2 separate regions of the Zea mays genome follow, and region 1 is linked to region 2. Evidence: chromatin contacts called from public Hi-C data. All regions are on one chromosome and are shown on one strand. The core of a region is the stretch at or near the end of the contact, and the rest is flanking DNA. Distances in the headings are between cores, read along the strand shown. Region 1 holds the start of LOC100280884 (complex 1 protein containing protein). Region 2 holds the start of LOC103637620 (carotene epsilon-monooxygenase, chloroplastic).

Region 1 (7,060 bases), core at 749-3,248, 310 kb after region 2:
CAATGTGTGCCATGTGTACATAAAACACTCTATTTTCTAAACTTAATTGAATGGCATAGCTCCTGCCTTTTATTTTTTTTAAATGCATAGACTAAAAGAATGGTAAAACAAGTGAATGAATCATATGAAACACCAAACTTTTGGAAATTCTATAGATGGAAAACAACACCTCTGTTGAAACAAACATGTAAAACTGTTCCAGAATTGCATTTCTTCAATGGCAATGAGATTGCAGTTGCGTCTTCTAAACTCAGATAGTTAGTAAGGTTGAGAAAAAGTTCCCCGAGGATAACACCTTTGGTTGATCCCTATAACATGAGATGTTTTGCATGTAACACTACAATATAGTACATAGGCAAAAAATCTTATAAACAAGTAATAAATAAAATATATGTATAGTAACAAAACTATACCATGGAAACAACAATCCTACATTGACAATCCTCATATTATTTCGACACTACATCTTGAGAAAACCAAATTGATTCTAGGATCGAGTCAGGCCATTGGCAAATTCATATTAGAGCGGCCACTTTACTGACCTGGCAATTGTTTTGCATGTGTCCACTAAGATTATAGAAATTAACAGCCTGGCACATGTTTAGAAACAATAAAATAGAAGATAACATTAACAGACTTATCTCACTAGTAACTATTGAATAAATGTCAGTCAAAATCACATTAATAAACTCGAGTACTTCAGGACATCACACAACATTACCACTGAATTCACAAGCATAATTGGTGTTTATATTTCACCATCATGGAACAAATGAAATAGCACATGTATTGTTTCCTCAATATGTTTTATGATGCATGTCACCATGCCTATTATGAGCAAAATGAGTACAAGTGCCGAACAATAAATGCCAGACCCTTATACAATCATATATAGTTGCAATCAATCTGGGCCACAGTTACTACTTAAAGCTGCATGCTCATTATAATCAGGAATAACATGTAAGCACACTCCTCAACAAACCATGAAGAGGTGGAGCCATCTACAAGCACAATTATCTCCAGGTAGCAAAAAATTATCATTAAACACCAAGGAGGAAACTCTTTTTCTACTACAAAGAGTGCATATGTACACTTCAACCTGCCAAACAATGTATGTATCCAATTCTATCATTCTATGGATTATGAATCGATTGTCTGGTCCATCACACGAGGACAAATCGCCGTATCACATGGCAGTACTGAATCATCAACGGCAATTTTTTTCCAAACCCAGAATTCAAACGGCTCAATCTTGAGTTGCAATTCTTGCCCCTACCTAAAATTCCTAATGCATACCCTAACGATGGAACCAATGACCGCTCGACCTCGCACAAATCACCGAGCTCGCAAGTCGCAACGTATAATAATGAGAGAAACAAACAAACAAAAGTCTTCAGTGTCACCTGGCCGGCACGAAGGTTGGAGAACCTGAACTCCACTCGCTCCCCAAGTCGGTTCAAGGAACGCCTGCGCCGCGGTTTAGCCTCGACATCCAGCCCTCACCCCCGTCGCCGGTTTGGACGTGCGTGCGCAATCAATCTGGCTTCTGGCCTCCTCTGCGCCGTAGCGCTATACCTGTATGGATCATTGCGATATACATGCAGGGGTAATACCTGCATGGATCATTGCGACATGCAAGCAGAGGTAAAGGATTGAGGAACCAGGCTGAGGCTCGACGAAGACGTGAAAAGGGTCGCTTTTTTTAGCTGCTAATAATACCTTTGTTCTTCAATATTTATCGTCGGCTAATTTATTTTTAACTTAAAATGCGATAAATAAAAATAAGAGTACAAGTTTTACGGCGGTTGGAATGTGCGCACAAAAAAAAATGTTCGGGAATTATATCAACAGATGTTCTAGCAATAAAAAGACAATATTAATAACTTTTCGGTAAAACAGAGAGAAATATCACTTTTGTGGGCTTAACTCCGGCTAGGCCGAAACCGGTTGATTGGACCGAACTCTAGCTTACATGGGCCGAAAACTGCATTTGTGAGTGAGACCAGGAAGAGGCATTGGTCGGACCCGCGTGGTTCTCCCGTGTCCTCTCTCTCTAGTGTCGACGAGTGGGCGAACGCCGCCACCGCCTTACGCCAGTCGCCAGGCGCTCAGGTTTTCATCTTCGGGCCCTTCACCGGCGACCAGCACCCAACAGGTACCCCACCCCTTCTCTTCCGTTCCTGCTGTGCGGAACCGAGCGCCCAAACACTAGCTTAAGCTATTTGCATTCGTATCTGATCTGATACAATTACTTAGTGTATGTTTCGATCCATTAGTATTAAACATTAGCTAGCTAATAACTGCTATTTTTTAGCTAGCTAATTTTAGTAGTGGGTGTTTGGATTCACTAGCTAATAAGGTGGTTCGACAGTTAATTGCTATTAGCACCTATTAGCAACTTCAAACCTGCTAGTGGAACTAATAGGTACCAGCACCATCTAATAATTAGCAGTTATATTTGGATCCACTAGCTAGTACTAGTTTTAGCTGCTAATTTTTAGTGAAGAGTGAAAACGGACCCAAATAGGCCCTGTGTAGTATACATGTTTTGTGCCTACAAACTTCATTTTTTTCATATTGTATAAAATATTATTTGGTGTACATGTGTATACACGTCTTTCACTGGGTTCGTCACCTTGTTGCAGTTATGTTCCAGGCTTCCTGCAACAAGCCTTGATCTCTGGCCCATTTCTGCACATAGAAGTAGGAAAGAGGGCATAGGATGTTGGCATGCTGCAGCTTATCTGAGAACCATCGTGATTAGATACTAACCGATGAACATCGAGCTGGGAAGCAAGGGACAGTTGCTAAAGTCCTCAAATTGGTGTTAGTAGTAGCAGCAGAGTCAAGAAAAAACTTTGATAGTGACCATGCTTAACATGAGTAGTCTTTTTTTCTCCCAAGTGATGCCTTGCTGTACTTTAGCCCATTTCTGATCCTGTCCTACTAAAATTGCCATCATAGGTTCGTGGTGTATTATTTTTCCTAGGAAAACAAAATCTTCTACATACACAAATTCTTTTGTATTAAACTTATTGTACAGTGTCAAAAAAACTGTGTTGAAAACATCCCCGTAAGAGGCCCCTGCCTTATCAGCCATAGTTCTTGTTGTGCTTACATGGATATTAAAGGGCTCTATGCGATAATAGTTTATTACTATGAAACTGTGATAATAAGCAACATATCTGTGGTTCATGTTTATCAAAGTTCCGCTCACTTAATATGCGTGCCATATTTTTGAATTAACCAGCAGTGTCTTATCTTCGACGCATGGTTAAAGGATTATAATGAAGCATACAGACTTGTCTATGACTTGCAGAGTTGGCACCATCATAAAAAACATGTATCATAAAAATTGACTATATAAGTATTTTGATCACATAATATAAATGCAGATTTATGGTGATCAATTCATAATGTGCACAACTGATAATGGTGGCAGAAAGCAGGCCCTGGTGAAAAAAACTGTGGTTCTGAAACTAGCCAATTATATGCAGTTAGTTAAGCCCTATACATGCATACGTTATTACTTAAAACAGTGAGTAGAAAGTATGGTAGCCCTATCCTGCATGACCTGTGATGCTGTAATAAACTACACACAAAATATATATGGAACTATATTTAAATTACTGCACCACATCTTATCTGTTTGCATTGTGAATTTTGATACTCTGTTATCATTGGATGCTATTTTCCCACATTCAGGAAAGTGCAGTAATGTCAAAGTATTAAAATGTTACATGGGAAGTACAAGTATGGGTCTCAGCTAATTACACCCTGACCACTATTTTTTTAGAAAGATCCAGCTGGTTGAAAAGTGAGTGATGGCATAAAAAATCTAGTCCAGCAATATTTAGAAATTCTGATACTTGAAAATTTCATGGGCTATAGGATACTATGAAGGCTAGCCATCAGTGACCAAGCCCAAGGTCTGCTCTGATGTCCAAACCTAGTCCTCAAGCCCCAATATTTGGCGTAGCCAGCACACTGTGCTTGCATCCCTCTGCTCTCCACCCACTGGATCCTCGACCGTTCGCTATTCTGTCCATTGTTGTAACTTCAACACTATTCATGTATCGTTCTTGTGTTCTTGTGCAGTTGAGTGGTGATCAAATCTGAAGATTCCTTTATCCCTTTATGGATTGGTTTATTCCTTTTCTGATTTTCTGTCCAGTATTCGTATATTGCTTGGATTTATTATCCTAGGAATTCGTTCTGTTCTTAGGGCTCCTCTCATTGTTGTGAAATCAAAACCGAAGATTTCTTCTGTCAGGGCCCAAGAGGGCTGCGGCCAGGACCTGTCAGGGCCCAAGGGGGCTCCGGCAAGGAGCAGCAGCAAGGAGCGCAGGTCAAAGGATAAGAAGATTAGTTGAGATTATCTAGGAGATTAGTTGAGATTATCTAGTAAGGTTATCAGTTAGTAGTTTGTTGAGAGTTTTTAGTAGACAAGGATCTCTAGCTAGATAGGGACGGCCAACCGGCCTATTTATGTAATCAATGGATGAGAAATAAAGTAGGCAAGAATTAGAAGGGAGAAACCCTCCTCTTGCTCGGCCGTGGGCAGAGACCCTCGGCCGGCGTTCCTGCCCATCGATCTCCCTCTCCAGTCCATTCTACGCATCTAGTGTTAATTGGCGGGTTACTGTTAACGCGTCGCCTCCACCAGCAGCTCCAATTCCTCACCGATCTAGCTACCATAACAATCTGGTATCGGATAGCTTGGGTTTCTATTTACACCGCAAGGCTTCTGCTGCCAGTTTCGTCAAGCCGTCGTCCCCAACACTGTCGACATCCACATGGGCAGTCACTGGCACTGTCGTCGATGCAGCCATCACAATCTCCATTGATGGTGGACTTGTGGGCCAACATAAGGGCTAATCTCACAAAGATGCAAGCCTCGCTCCTGGTGGTTGAGCAGGGGTTGCTACAAATCAAGGCAGCGGAGCAACATGAGCGGTAGCTAGCATTGACCGCACGACACCAGACGTTGCCGGCTGTGCGGCTGCAGGATGCGGCGCGTGGCCTCCTAGTGCACCAGCGGCTGCAGCGGGTGCGCCGCCGAATGCACGAGGCAACCTTGGTGGCGGTTGACCTCGGCACACAGGGGCGTGACCTCACCTTGTCAGACGATCATCAACAATCGTGTTGGTCTGCTGTCTCCAAGTGCGAGCGTGGTGCGTGTCCCGCGGGCGACGAACTTCAACTCTACGGCAGCGGCGGTAGAGAAGGCGCTCCTCTCATCATCGGCAAGGGCGCACTGCTTAGCGCCACCACATTCCGCTACCGGCCGCCACGAGGGTGCCTCCGCTGGTCATTATTGCGACCTACTCCAGTTGGCCATCCATGCGCTCCCCTTTTGTCCAGATGGCGTCCTTGGGATCCAAGTGGCTGCACACGTGTAAGTCCAATGCACGGAGGGTGCCCGCCTTATCTTAAGGGGTCAAAAATAAAGAGTCACAGTCACATTCAGATCTGGAATAATAAAATAAGCCGAGATGTAAAAGACTTATTTTTAGGTGTTAGGTTTGTGTCTAGAGGAGTCATCGTTAGGTTGCAGCTCGAGGATGACCTGCTTGTTCAAGAGGGGTGTAGTGTCAGGGCCCAAGAGGGCTCGCTATAGTAACGGCGGCACTGTAGTGCGCCCCTCAGGTTGTTTAGATAAAAATAGACTAGTTTGGATAAGATTAGAATTAGAGATAATATTAGATCTAGTGCTCAGGGGTCAACTAACCCTCCCTATATAAGGAGAGGGATTGTATCAATTGAAGGTAAGAAGGAAATCCCTTCTCTCTTGCCGGCCGTGGGCAAAGCCCTACGGCCAGCCTCCCCAACGCTTGCTAGCCCTAGCCGCAAGTTCTCTCTCTAGATCAGCCACGACGCCCTGCGCCGCGCACAGTCCCTTCGCCTCCGCCGGCAACAATGCAGCCGCCACCCCCTTGCTTGCAGCCCTAACCCATGTACAGTACCTACATGTACTGTAGCGGGGGTACTGCAGCACGAAACAGTGCCTTCTAGGTGTTTGATTTTGGGTCAAGTAGAGTCGGTCTTTGGGCACCCGTCATGCTGCAACTTGAGGACGAGCTGCTTGTTCAGGAGGGGTGTAGTGTCAGGATCTGTCAGTGCCCAGGGGGCTGCGGCCAGGACTTGTCAGGGGGCTGTGGCAAGGAGCGCAAGTCAAAGGATAAGAAGATTAGTTGAGATTATCTAGAAAGGTTATCGGTTAGTAGTTTGTTGAGAGTTTTTAGTAGATAAGGATCTCTAGCTAGATAGGGGCGGCCAATCGGCCTATTTATGTAATCAATGGATGAGAAATAAAGTAGGCAAGAATTAGAAGGGAGAAACCCTCTTCTTGCTCTTGCTTGGGCAGAGGCCCCCGGCCGGCGTTCCTGCCTATCGATCCCCCCTCTCTAGTCCTTTCTACGCATTTACTGTTCATTGGCGGGCCGCCTCCACCAGCAGCTCCAATCTCTCACCGATCTAGCAACCATAACATCTTCTTATTTAGTTAGTTATGATTCATTCATTATGTGCTGACCTCTTCCAATCAATTCGTAGTTGGAGTGAGTCATTATTCTCCATCGCCCAAAGATCGAAATTAGTCCCGGTGGGTCTGTAGGTAGTTTTCCTTTTCTTAAAAAAAATCAATGGCCTATTAGGCCGTTACGTCTCTATTTGTTTGGTACATCTGCTGCTGCCATGATTTGTTTCATGTGGCAATTATTTTTGATGCAGCCAAGCTGGTTTTCTAGGAGAGTAAGACCATTGCTTCATGCTTGATCCATTAAAAATTACGATTGTATGTCCTCCATCACAAACACATGTCTACTGTCTGAAAATAGCTCATTTTGTAGTTACATGTGCATCAGGCTTTGATGATTGCTGTACAAGGATGATATGGCCTCCCGCCCAAAGCTGTCTGGTATTCAGAAGCAGGTTTTGGCGCTGTACAGGGGATTCCTTCGGACAGCACGCCTTAAGGCCCCTGAAGAACGCCGCAGGATCGAGTCTGTTGTCTTTGCAGAGTTCCGTGACAACGCAAGGAGTGTTGACCGTAGGAACT
Region 2 (7,806 bases), core at 120-2,619:
TTAACGTTTAATATTTTGTGTTGCCTTGTTCTTAATTCATAGTATTTGAGAACAAGTCTCCAACACCGGTAGTAATTAAGTTATATTTACAGAGTTTAAGCCTTTTCATGTTTAGCAGCAACACAAAAATTTATGAATCATTAGCCAAGTTACTTATTAAAAAATAATTACTATTGTATATTAATCATTTTTGCGCAAAATAAAGAATGAATCAAATTTTGTGTCGGGTGTGGGTCACCCGCGGGTTGAAATAGAAACCCGCATCCACACCAAGGAAACTTCAAATCAAGTGCGGATTGCACCAGCGGGTCAGAATCTTCACCCGTACTCACACTCGTCAGATTTCAGATTTGTGAGTTAAATTGCCATCCTAGAAGAATTAGAGAAGAAGGGAAAAAGATATAAAAAGAAAGAAATACTAAAAAAAGAAAAGGAAAACAATCCACTGGTGCCTGGCAAACGGAATAGTCGAATAGACATCAACGCATGCAACATGCTTCTCTCTAATCTCTCGCCAAAATAAGAAAAAAAGTATTACTGATAACAGGCCACCATATTAAGGAATAACGTCTAGCAAAAAATTTAACAAGAGTGCTCGGCGGCTCGGCGCGTGATTTCGTCAGGCCGTTCGAACGGGAACATTTCGGCGCCTCGTCTCCGTTCGAACGGCGAGAATATTGCCGCTATACCTCCGCCGCAAGGATCGGAGGCTTTGGGTAAAAATGACGGGCAGGGCATCCTATGTTCAGAAAATCGCTGTCTCAGAAGTCAGAGTCTTTATGGATGAAAACTCTTTGGTTTTGCTGTCTAATATCTGTATCTTTCGTATTGGGCCGTATTGTATGCTGGGCTGCATCGTAGCCGACGCCGCGGCCTACGTGACACCGCACATCAGGAAGACTGCTAGTCCAAAGCCACTGCAAAATTTAACGGAAACTCACGGGCTCCACTCCATGAGACTAACTGCAAGTCTGCAACGCAGCCCCTACGCAGGCTCCTCCCCTTGCATGCCGCCTATAGGCACTCTACGACCGCAGCGGTGCCCCCTACAGCGTCCATATGCGTCGGCCCTCTTCTCTCTCCCCCAGATCTAGCGTGTCACTGTTCATCACTCTAAACACTATGCTGTGTGTCCACGAGTAATTGTTAGTAAAAAAAATTGATAATTGATATAGAAAATAATATTTTATAGTTGTAGTGGAGTATAGGGGAGTATTTAGGGGAAACCGCTGCGGGAGATTAAAAAATAGGAGAAAAAATAGAGGGAAAAATGATATTGAGGAAAAAATTTAGAGGTAACGGTTGCGAATAGCCTGACAACTGAACTGACACTTCCCTTTCCCAACCACTTCCTCGGGGGCCCACCACAACATATCCCCCAATTCCCCCTTCCCCTCCAACGGCCAACGGCTGCTCCTCCTCCTCTCAGGCTCTCACACCAATCCCCACTCTCCCTCCTTCCGTAATTGCGTCTCTCACCACCTCGGCAACTCCAATCCCAAACGGCCACACCCTAGCTGGTCTGGTGGCATCGGCCGGCACACGGCGATGCCTGCCACGGTCTTCGCCTCCCCCTCCATCGCCGCGTCGCCGTCGCCGTCGCTGTCTCCGTGGTCCCCACGTCCGCCTCCTCGTCGCGTCCACGTCCGTGTCCGCGTCCGCCCGCCCCCGCCGAGAAGCGGAAGCAGCGGGGGCGACGAGCCCTCTACTGCCACCCCGTGGGCGAGCCCCGACTGGCTCACGTCTCTCTCGCGCGCGGTCGGCCGGAGCGGCGGCGACGACTCGGGGATCCCCGTCGCGTCCGCCAAGCTCGATGATGTGCGGGACCTCCTCGGCGGCGCGCTCTTCCTGCCGCTCTTCAAGTGGTTCCGCGAGGAAGGGCCCGTGTACCGCCTTGCCGCGGGGCCACAGGACTTTGTCATCGTCAGCGACCCCGCCGTCGCCAGGCACGTGCTGCGTGGGTACGGCTCGCGCTACGCTAAGGGACTAGTCGCTGAAGTCTCCGAGTTCCTCTTCGGCTCCGGCTTCGCCATCGCAGAAGGCGACTTATGGACGGTGCGTTCTCTGTCTCTCTTCCTGCTCTATGCTTAGTTCAGTGACTTTCTTAGTTACTTACTAGTTAGTTGCCCGTGCGTTGCAACGGTATTTATATATCATATTTGACCGATCTATCTTTTGTATAACACAAAGAAACATGAGCTACAGAGGTAGAGGATGGGCACTCTGATCCAAACGACCACGATTTGATCCTAGCATCCTCCATTTTTTCAACAAAAATCACGCTTTAAAGGTATAGAGAGAGATAGTTGTTTCCTCAGTCTACACACACTCGATAAATCAGCCACTTGTTCAATACGAGAAGACCCCAAAAGAGGGTTGTCATCCTTCAAGCGAGCAACTGAAAAGAAACAGAGACATGTCGTCAGCAGCGAAAAAACAAGAAATAATTAAATTGGAAAGCATGGATATATATACCATAGCGTGCAATAGCATTACTCTAAAAAACATGGCCATTAGAGCAACTCCAAAAGTTCCCTTAAAAATTGTTCGCCAAAACTTGTGATTGGGGGCTGTTAGAAAAAAATTCCTAAAAAGATGTAAACCTACACCAGAATGTTAATAACTTCCCTGAAAATTTTTAAAACTAAAAACTGGGCTACAACAAGCTGTATTGGGCCACCGAAGGCTGTTCGGCTGACTCATTTCCCCAGCCCCTCCCCTTCTGTTGATTCAGTATCAGACAATAGGGATACAGGTACAAATGAACACACATGTTGCTAGGAAAACAAATGATAAGTGATTCTACAGATGCTTAAAGGTTGCCAGGAACACACAAGTTTCCAGGGAACACCTTATCAACAGTTCTAGCTGACGTTGAGTTAGCTCTAGCTCATCCTTCTATAGAACTTATATGCATTTTATCTATCTTCCCCTTTGTGTTGTAAGGGAAAAAAGAATTGTTCTTCCCATTAACGTAACAAAACAATTCTCAGGGCACAACTTAGTTGAAGGTTGAGATAAAGAACTGCATACTGTTGGCTGTGTGCTCCATTGCTACAGAAGAGAACACGGAAAGGTCCAGTTAGTTTCGATTCAAAGCCGACAATTAGGTTTTGGGATGCATTTTGGTCGCCTCTTGGAGGTGCTCTTAGGAGTCTCCAGAACAGGAACCTGAAGATAAATTGTTAGTTCGTGAACCAAAAGTATTCAAAGATCCTAAAAGAACTTGCTGATTTTAACGATTCTTAGAAAAAACTAATCAGAATTATTATCAATATGGTTGCTCAGACAGTCCCTACCGTTGTCATAATCAACCTTCTCACCTTTCATGGTTAAAAAATATAAATTCCCCCAAAACAAAAAATGTGCACATGAATCCACACTTTTACCCCACCCGAAAGAACCCAAAAGAGCAAAACTGAAAAAACAATAACCATAGACATAGCAATATGATGCCTGTCTTATTATTGTTCATGATAGCATTCCCGACGAGGTCCAGAACCTGTTCACAAAAGGAAACAAAGTGAATCGACACTCGAGAATTAATATCCCAAATTTGAACAATGGAAAGAGATCTGACTTTTCAGATCATCGATGGATAAGAGAGTTGGTCAAGTGAGAGTAGTTATCTCTAGAATTATTACCACAAATCATTGGATTTCCGGCCATGCTATATAGACAAACAATAAAATCAAAGTGTGACTACACAAACAGCAATCCTCTGCACGCGTACAAAACGCACCACACTTGCAAGCAAAACTCTATGGCATGGTGACTGTGAGCAGAAGACAACCCGCCGCCGTGAGAAGAACCACTCAGAAAAGGCCCCTCTAGATCAACACCGGGAATCCTAGATCGAGCAAGAAGCCCGGGCCTTTGCACGTGACCATGCTGGCCACGCCAGGGTTGGGCCACCTGATCCCGCTGGCGGAGCTGGCCAAGCTCCTGCGGTGCGGCGCGACATCCCGACCATGCTCATCAACTTTGCGTCCGCGGCGTCGGCCACGCAGCGCGAGTTGGTGTTGAATTGAATAGAACTGTGATAGGTTGGTATTTGTGTAGGAACTTTTCTTGAAAGAATTTACAAGGGTCGATTCCTGCAAGTATTTGTAACTTGACGAATTGAAAGAGTGCAGGTCTATCCAAAGGCATCAAACTTACCAAACCTAACAGCAGCCATTGTCATGCTTCAAAGACCACCATGCTCAAAAGAAATTTAATAGAGTGCTGCAGGTAAGGGCCAAGCTCAATAGATCAGGCTGTGCCACTTAATCCAATAGTCCCCAGCAACTCCTACATAAGTGAAATTAAAACAAAATATAAATGAAACTGTAACATCTTTAGACATGCGAACCAAATTTCACTGCAAGAAAATAGAAAACAATGAAATGATAGACTACACATGTTAAGAATTATTTGTAATAGATACTTGTTGTTTCCCAGGGAAGGGAATGGATTGGTAAATGCGGTGCTAGTATCACTGACATCAGAATAAACAGTTCTCGCGTCGTTGCCGCCGTCCGTCACCTCGTGGGTGATGCCGCCCGTCGACCTCTCCGAGACTCCGACCTGCCCCGCGCCGCCGCCTTCAAGACGCCCATGACATAGGAGTGCACGCGCTCACTCTCGATGCTCGCGGGCCTGCTCGTGGAGCTCCACGACACCACCCGCCTCGTCGCGTTCGTGACCGACCAGTTCGGGATAACCTTCTTCACCGCTGCACATGACGCCAGCGTGACCGCACGGTGCCTCTTCATGCCCATGAACCTCCATGCGCTCTCACTTGTCCTCCACCTCCCCGAGCAGGCCTCCTTCATGCCCGGCGAGTTTCGGGACCTTGCCGAGGCGGTGCGCCTGCCCGGCTGCGTGCCCATCCCGGGGCCCAACATCGTCTTGCCATTCCAGTCCCTGTGGACGCGGACAGGGCCGGGACTGCCCTCGACGCCGTCGGTGGCGGTCGAGACGCGGGCAGAGAGGGCCCGACGGAGGTGGAGCAGCGGAAGGGGCATGTGGGCATGAGCGGAAGGGCGAGGGCGCCCAGGGAGGCGTGGAGCACGGGCATCGGCCCCGACAGTATTCCGAGCATCGCGACGGCGGGGTGGGGGAATGGACCTATGCGGGGCGGTCGCAGAGTGTGGGCGAAGAAGGGGGTGGTTGTGGACGAGACGGAGCGACGGCGGGGTGGGGGAATGGACCTATGCGGATGCGGGGGGAGCGGGACGCGGCTGGGGGAGCGGGGCACGCGGGCTGCCATGGATTGGCGCAATTTGTGGGCTCGCGTCGCACAAGGAAAGGGGGAGTGGGGCGCGGGGGAAGCCGACGCTGTTTGGGGAGCGGGGCAAGGCTGCCACGCCGTCCCGCGATTTGTGGGCAATCTCGCCGATCTCGCGTCGCGCAAGGAAAGGGGAGCCGGGCGCGCGGGCAGCCATGGATGGAAGCTAGCGCTGCTCCCGCGGCTGGGGGAGCGGGGCACGCGGGCTGCCGGAGCGGGGGACTGGTTTGTGGGCTCGCGTCGCGCAGAAAGGCAGAATGCGATGCAAAGGCAGAACCGTGCACCAAAGAAAATGTGGACGTCTACACTACTGACTTATGTAGAAGGCGACTTATGGACGGTGCGTTCTCTGTCTCTCTTCCTGCTCTATGCTTAGTTCAGTGACTTTCTTAGTTACTTATTAATATTGTTTAGAGAATGGAATGTCTTAACACAGTCGTAAGGCTCTGTAACGGATTGGAAGAATTGTATGGTTGTAGATCAGTTCATAGATTGGGTCAAAACCAGCTAAACCGCCACCCAATCCAGACCAGACCAGATCAGCAGAAGTGGGGTTACTCGGTTTAGCTTATATGCAGTTTGAACCCGCACGATTTATAGACAGTTTAGGTTGAAGATGGGTCATTTCAATTTGCGACATGGGAGTGGATGCATAGAGCGCTTAGAGAGTGACGCGAGGGTACTTATGGGGTGTTTGGTTTGAAGAATGAGCTAGTCCATCATCTTCTCTCCTTTTTTTTGTTTAGTCCGTGGAATAGAATGAGCTGATCCATTATCACCTCATTACTAATATGAGAAATTTGGTCATCCCACCAAATTTGAGCAATAAATCCATGATTCACCATCTTATTTTGGATGGAGTGATTCCTCAAACCAAACAACCCCTTAGTTCCTCATGATATTCAATAATGTATAGGTTCCTGACGTATATTTGATAAATGGTACTAGTAATGCAATAAATTGGTAGGGCTGTATCTATTCTTTTGCTGCAGCTATATCTTGCATATTTTTCTCGAATACGCAAAAGAGCTGCGTATAATTATATTAAGAAGAAGAAAAAACAACAAAAGTTCTCGAACACACAGGATACCTTGCATATTTGCGGCACGATTGTAGTTTGGAGCTAAGTTCAATTGGACTGTAAGTTAATCCTTAATCTTACTGCAAAGCTGGTATGTATTTTAGGTGAGACGCAGAGCTGTTGTGCCTTCCCTGCACAAAAGATTTCTGTCCATTATCGTGGACAAGGTATTTTGTAAATGTGCTGAGAGACTAATAGACAAACTTGAGCCATATGCTTTGAGTGGGGAACCTGTCAATATGGAAGCGAGGTTTTCTCAGTTGACATTGGATGTGATTGGTTTATCATTGTTCAACTACAATTTTGATTCCCTCACAACAGATAGTCCTGTCATTGATGCTGTTTATACTGCACTCAAAGAAGCAGAGCTTCGTTCTACAGATCTTTTGCCATACTGGAAGGTTGGCTCCTCTTTAACTTCATTCTTCTATTTTTTTAGTCTCACCTATGTTTCCTAGTTAACTAGCGGAAATGAAACATCACCTGACTGATGTTTGATATGATCCTTGTTTATTTATCACAGGTTGGTTTCTTGTGCAAGATAATCCCAAGACAGATAAAAGCAGAGAATGCGGTTATGATTATAAGGAACACTGTTGAAGAGCTGATTATGAAGTGTAAAGAAATAGTGGAAGCTGAAAATGAACAGATTGAGGGTGAGGAATATGTAAACGAAGGGGATCCTAGCATTCTACGCTTCCTACTTGCTAGCCGAGATGAGGTGATGAACATATTCTTTTTTTTTTGCTTCTTTTACTTTGATTTCCACAATTTCTACTTATATGAAGCTGAATGTTCATCATGAAAATAATTTGACATTGACTGCTGTTGATGTTCCATAACATTTGCCTGATGATAGCTTTGATTATCGATTTATCCTTCTGCTGGTTCATGGAATTTTAACACCATGGATTTGTTTGCCCAGCTCATAAATGTTGCTTTATTAGCTCTGCTGCCTTGCCTGAAGTGTCAATTGTTGATTGGGATGCAGTTTGTAACCTGGTGTCATTCAGCTTAAAGTATCTTCAGGAAAAAAAAAGATATGTTTAGCATAGAACATATTACTGCATTCATCTAAATGAAAAACAGTGCAACTTGGTGTAGGACAAACGAGGGGATTTTTTTTAATCTCAACCTGAAATTCGCTCTCATGGGGGGTCGAACTCAGGATTTGAGGGGTACTACTTAGATCAGCTAGAGTGTCGTCACGTGGGCTGCAGTGCTACTATGTATGGGTGGGTCAGAAGTTCAGGGTCTTCTCGACCTGCATGAGAAAGTCTTGTCTTCGTATATAATGGACGGGGGCTACCCCCCCCCCCCCCCCCCCCCCCCCCCCCCCCCCCCCCCCCCCCCCCCCCCCCCCCCACACACACACACACACACAGTTTTTTTAGAAAACAGTGCAACTTTAGTGTATCACCTCCCCCTTCTGAATGTGCACTTAGGCTGTCTT

Evidence for each region. A called contact is a pair of places that touch in the nucleus more often than the background predicts.
Region 1: a Hi-C map of ear shows a contact between it and region 2, with 7 times the contacts expected there. The contact joins the promoter of LOC100280884 here to the promoter of LOC103637620 in region 2. A contact is called at or near these places in 12 of 25 Hi-C or Micro-C datasets (bundle sheath, ear, endosperm and 5 more) and 1 of 3 datasets of contacts at active chromatin or transcription factors (leaf).

Annotation. Positions count from the first base shown.
Region 1 is chr1:88,190,432-88,197,491 of Zm-B73-REFERENCE-NAM-5.0, forward strand. LOC100280884 (complex 1 protein containing protein) reads left to right here and starts at 1,999. Exons shown (of 3, transcript NM_001153804.1): 1 at 1,999-2,155; 2 at 6,852-7,060. The coding sequence starts at 6,895.
Region 2 is chr1:87,879,662-87,887,467 of Zm-B73-REFERENCE-NAM-5.0, forward strand. LOC103637620 (carotene epsilon-monooxygenase, chloroplastic) reads left to right here and starts at 1,370. Exons shown (of 10, transcript XM_008659899.4): 1 at 1,370-2,055; 2 at 6,458-6,754; 3 at 6,877-7,074. The coding sequence starts at 1,549.